Linked DNA regions of Lactuca sativa: region 1 is linked to region 2. A link is a contact called in public Hi-C data. All regions are on one chromosome and are shown on one strand. The core of a region is the stretch at or near the end of the contact, and the rest is flanking DNA. Distances in the headings are between cores, read along the strand shown. Region 1 holds the start of LOC111889949 (U-box domain-containing protein 52). Region 2 holds the start of LOC111892106 (putative kinase-like protein TMKL1).

The links. A called contact is a pair of places that touch in the nucleus more often than the background predicts.
Region 1: a Hi-C map of leaf shows a contact between it and region 2, with 5 times the contacts expected there. The contact joins the promoter of LOC111889949 here to the promoter of LOC111892106 in region 2. A contact is called at or near these places in 2 of 4 Hi-C or Micro-C datasets (both in leaf).

What each region holds. Positions count from the first base shown.
Region 1 is chr2:225,703,141-225,706,216 of Lsat_Salinas_v11, forward strand. It overlaps LOC111889949 (U-box domain-containing protein 52), which reads left to right and starts at 1,269. Exons shown (of 11, transcript XM_042899615.2): 1 at 1,269-1,425; 2 at 1,529-1,646; 3 at 1,749-1,950; 4 at 2,027-2,145; 5 at 2,211-2,332; 6 at 2,418-2,590; 7 at 2,851-3,076. The coding sequence starts at 1,755.
Region 2 is chr2:225,286,308-225,289,227 of Lsat_Salinas_v11, forward strand. It overlaps LOC111892106 (putative kinase-like protein TMKL1), which reads left to right and starts at 1,331. Exons shown (of 2, transcript XM_023888174.3): 1 at 1,331-2,112. The coding sequence starts at 1,614.

The DNA of each region.
Region 1 (3,076 bases), core at 19-2,518, 420 kb after region 2:
TGCATTGAAAATCAACATGTGTTTATACATTTCACATTTTATACATTTAGTTTTCTCGCACCAGAGGTGGTGAAGCTCATCAACAGAGTCTAACGGGTCATGCATTCTAATGTTATATCTTCTAGATCCACAGATATTGTTTTCAAAAGAATTAGTTTTGTCATCCAGAAAGGACTAGCGGTGCAACTTGTTGCCCGGTTGACTTCCGTCGATATGTATTGACTTTTTTTTTTCATCAATATTTAATGACATTGGTAGAAAAAAAAAGTAATAATCAGCACACAAAACGCATATTAGCTTTTAGTTTTAATGTTTTATATCTATTTTAATCAAACAATTTTATAATATATAGAAAAAAAAAAAAAAAAAACTACCTTATATTTACTTGCTAGTTTTTGTCAAACTATGTTATATTAATCACTTTGATGATGAAAATAGAGTGCGGCTGAAATGATAATTTGCATCCAACAAATTCAAAACCCAAGAAATTGATGTGGTTAGAGTCGCTCTAAGTATAAGGGAGAACGTCGGTGGTGGGACTAGAGGTGTTAAAGTGTTTCACCATATATCCTTATCTCATATTTCAAAATTTAAGATTAATATTTAAAGGAGTTTTTCAATTTTGTGAAAGTACTCCTAGATTTTTTTTATCATTCTCTTTTTTATTTAACAACACTTAAAATTTAGAGATAAGTTTGCCCTTTTTCATAAAGGTTTAATCGAATTTGGTGCGAGTAATGCCGATTTAAATGTCAGATGATCTGCCGTGACATTTTGTATTTGAAGCCTCTTAGTAATATATTTTCTTTTATAGAAGACAACAAGCAACCAACACCATGGTTTTAGAAAATTTGTTACAAAAGATGTAAAGTCCATGGAAATTTACCTGCCAAAAGGTACAATTATAGAAAAGTAATGTTAAATGAGAAGTACTTTGTCACATGTTATCAAGTTGACATAAACTAATAACTTGGACCAAAATTAAATGTTTATAAAAAGATTAATTATGGATATCAAATCATCTTATCATTGTCGTTGAACAAAAAAAACACTGTGGCATTGTTAATTCCACAATTCCACAAATAAATAATAAAACAAATCCAGTTTTGGGAGGTGCGATTACGGCAAGGTTTCTCTTTAACTTAACCCCAGGGTCACTTTCAGGTTTTTGGGTCTCTTTGACACCTAATAATAAGTAACCGATTTCACGATTGATCCAATCTTTCCATGAAATTAAAGCGATTCTAGAGAGAGAAGATCACGTAATCAAAGATATTCTAGAGAGAGAGAGAGAGAGAGAGAGAGAGAGAGAGAGAGAGAGGGGGAGGGAGGGAGGGAGGGAACCTTCGATTCTTGTTGTTGTTGAAAATGCCTTCTATCAGTAATGAGTTCTTCAATCTGATTTGAAAGACTTCATATGATTTGGTATGGGCTTAAGAGCTTCGCTTTTCTTGATTATAACTTTTTACCAAACTTTAAATTCATAATTTTTATAGGTTATCAAAGATTTTTTTTCTTGGTTTTTCAGGACTCCGAAATTCTCTCACACACACTAACTCCATTCCAGTTTTCAATCTTGATGAAAAATCTTCTTGATTTTTTAACCTTTATTTCAAGAAATTGGTTGGGTGTATGAAATCGCTGCAGTTAGGTTCTCACATCGTTTCTGGGTTTGAAATTTATCTTCAAGAAACCTTTCAATTCTTTTATATCCTATGTTTCATACATTCCTATGGTTAATTTTGCAGAAAAAAATGGAGGATGAAGGAATGATTCAAGGGGTGGATAAACTAACAACGCCTTCATATTTGGTCGTTGCTTTAGCCGTCAACGGAAATAAAAAAACCAAATATGTGGTTAGATGGGCATTGGATAAATTCGTTCCTGAGGGTATTCTTCTCTTCAAATTGATCCTTGTTCGCCCTAAAATCACTCGAATCCCAACACCCAGTAAGTTTCACTTTCAAAAACCCTTCTCTTCTCATATAATTTCAAAAAAAAAAAAAAATCCTTAATTTTTTTACAGTGGGTGTTGTTCCTGCTTCACAAGTGCGAGATGATGTAGTAATTGCTTACAAAAAGGAAGTCGAATGGCAAGCATACGAAAAGCTTCTTCCTTTCAAGAACATGTGTGCCAAGAAAAAGGTTTGATTTTTATATGATTTTCTTGATTCTTGATCATAAGATTAAAGTTTTCTTTTTATTTTCAGGTGCAGGTAGAAATCTTGCAAATCGAATCAGATGATGTGGTGGATGCTATAAAACAGGAAATTGTAAAAGGCAATATTAACAAGCTTGTGATTGGAGCTTCATCGAGTGGCATGTTCTCGAGGTACCCAATTCTTTATGCACCTTTTATTCTCTTTTTCCTTTTTTTATTATTTTATTTAAATATCGATGTGTTCTTGGTGTTCCAGGGGGAAAGGTTTGTCGTCTAGAATATCTGAAAGCATTCCGAGTTTTTGTACAGTGTATGCGATTTCAAAAGGGAAATTATCATCACTCAGGGCTTCTGATTCTGATACCATTGGATCGAGTAAAGATGATAACAGTAGTGATTCAAGTTCTGTCACCAATTCTTCAAGAACAGGTACCTCGTATAATCATGAAAAAGAACACCTTTGACTTACTAGGTCAACGAGATTGATTTTCTAAGTCAATTTCGATACAAATTCTTCTATTTTCTTCAAAAAATTCACAATCCATTAAAGACTATAACAATTAGAATGAGTAGAAAGATTTTGGTATCAAATATAAATCAAGATTCATACGAATTATAATTCTGATAATTATGGATTTGACCTCAAAAGTCCAAAAAAAATTATTTTTTAATTTATAATTTTGCAACAGAGTGGACAGACCAAGGGTCAGCTGCTACTTCCTTTTCACAGTTCTTTTCAACTTCACTACCAATGCAACGATTCGAAGCACTTTCATCTATAAACCGGACCCTTCACCAAAGAACCAGTTCGTTCGAAAATCCCGAGAAAAATACCGACTTTTATCGGGCAAATAGTAACGATTTCAGCACCAGAAGCTTCGGGACTGAAAACCATTCTTGGACATCCGATCAAGC
Region 2 (2,920 bases), core at 81-2,580:
GGTCGAAGGCACCAATGTTGGCCCACTGGATTATGTTTGTGGGATGCTAGATGTCTTTGTGACTCTTGCATGTGTTATTTGGGCAGGGGCCGTTATATATCATTTTGGGCGGGGCTGTTATGTAGCTTCGGCGGGGCCTGTTTATATGTATGTTGTATGTGGTATTTTGGGGGAATTCATTAAGCTTTGTGCTTACGATTCATGTTTATTGTTTCAGGTTCTTTTGGTTCCAAAGGGAAGAGCTCGATGTGATTGCATTGCATGAAGCAACCACCAGTGTTCTGCATTTTATGATTTGATTTATACTCTGATAATTATATGACATGTTTTTATACTTTGATGGGATTTTGGATCAAATGATTGATTGTTTTGGGTTGACTTAAAGAAAATTTTTTACCTAGTATTTTAGGACGTTACATAAATTTTTAAAAATAACATAAAGATGCAAAATACCAAGATGCATAGAACATGATTTTGTATTTCTTGGCATCTTGAAAAGACTTCTCTAACATGTACTTTGACGTTATCAACCCTGGAATAACAACACATGCCCTAGGGCCCATTGGGGGATCAAACCACCCAACAAAACAAGAGTTTGCTATGACCCGAAAACAACATTAAAATTTGCGACATGGGTTAGAAATTGACGATTACTACTTGTGAACTGCAACCACAAATCACCTTTTTTTGTATCCCGGAACAAAACATCAAATTACGGAAAAATTCTTCACATGTCATAAAACACCATATCATCTCAGGCATTTTGTGGTATTCCATGGTTTATTTCTAATGGTATTTGGGATACACACAAGTTAACAATAAGATTATTGAAAATTTAACAAAAATAAAAACTACTAGAAATTTGAAATCCATACATAATCGGGATATACATTGTGGACATGTTCTCTGTATTTTAGAGATTCTCTTCATATTCCAGACTATGTGTTAACATAGATAGACATAAAATCTAAGTAGTTGCATATATGAAACTAACATGGTTCATGGAAGTAAAACTTTAGACTTTGAGTTTCAATGTTTTTTTTTTCTTTTTTTAGATTTTTCCGAATGATATTTCGGTATACGAGATCTCCCAATTTATATAGGATTATTGGATTAAAGGAAAAAAGCTTTGACCCGTTCTCATCTATTTTGGATGTGATATTGCAAAGGAATTAATCATTTTTCAAAAACTATTTTTTTATTAATTTCTTGAAAGTTAACTAAAAACATCGTAGTTTAGTTAACGAGAAATTAAATATCCCAATTTATAAAAAAGTATTTAGTGTTTCGACAATGTAAATATTTAATATTTAGAGGGTTCTTTAATGTACCTAGAAAAATGATATGATTCCATTGACTATGTCCCACATCTTTCTTCTCTTCTCTGTCTGCTCTTCAAAAAAGGAAGGAAAGAAAAGCTTCTTTTCCCATTCATTCTGTCCTTCTTACTTCTGTTCATCTTTCACAAAACATCAAACACCAACTTCCACCTCCATCCAGATCTTCTCTAATATTTATCACCAAAATGGGTGAAACTTAAACCTTAAAACCCGACCCAGATCCGATTTCATCTTCTTCCACAACAATCTTTAGTTCTTTTTCTCCAGATCCGAATGGAGAAGAAAAACATACTCATACTGGTTATCACACTGTCCTCTTCTTTTCTGTTATTTGTTCTCATTTTCTTGATTTGGTTGTGTAGAAGAAAAGGGTCTGCAAGAGATGAATCATGGGATAAAGAAGCGAACCCTGAATGTAAAGAAATTGATGTTGAAGAAGTGGACATGAAAGGGGATTTGATTCGGTTCGAAGGTGGTGAAGATCTCACTTGTTTTGATATTTTAGATGCTCCTGGTGAAGTGATTGGGAAATCAAGTTATGGGACTTTGTATAGAGCTAATTTGTTGAGTGATTCGGTTTTGTTGTTGAGATTCTTGAGACCAGCTTGTTGTACTGGAAAGGTACAAGATGTGATGCATGTGGTACAAGTTTTGGGGTCGATTCGGCATCCAAATTTGGTGCCTCTTTCTGGGTTTTATTCTGGGCCTCGAGGTGAAAAGCTCTTCGTTCATCCCTTCTACAGAAGAGGAAATTTGGCTCAGTTTATCAGAGGTGATTTCTGAATTTCTTTACGCAAAATTTCGTTTATTTTATCTTTTTCGTTTCTTGTGCATGATTAAAAAAAAAGATTCGATTTTTTTCTTTTGGGGTTTCTTTAAAATTTTGAATAAATGATGCGCCTTTTGGGTAATGATAATCTCGACAAAAAAGAGAAGAAAATTAAAAATTCATGAGAGAAAAAGCTGCAAGTAGCAGTTTATGCATGGAAATGAGTTAAATGGTTGTACTGTACAACTATTATGTGCGTGTATCGTTGTTGTACATGGCCTTGCTTTGGTAAAGATTCGAACTTTATGGATTTCTTGCATCATCTGTTTCTTTCACCTTTTTGCTTTTGCTTTTGATATTCATATTTGTTTTCTATCATATGTCTGTTTGAATTGGGTCAAGGCTGTGTTATTGCACACTTCAAATAGTAGTCAACATTACTTATTTTTTTGTGTCAAAATCAACAAGATTTTTTTTTGATACATTGGAAAATTATAACTGCAGACTAATTGTATTAAACAGGACCATTGTTCTTTATGAATCCTAATTGCAGACTAATTTTATAATCTAAGATAACTTTTCTGACCATAAAAAGTCAAAATTTGTCTGTAGGGGTTAATTATTACTTATATAGTGAAATTATTTTATATTTGATTGGAAATAACAGCATGTGAGTAGGGTTTGCCTGGTCATTTTAGTCATCTATTTTAGATCCTTGTCTTTATCATATTATCTTCGTATATTTAATCTCCTTCACAGTTCACATGCTGCCCATTTATATAATAACGCATCATATCAATTTGTTGACAAA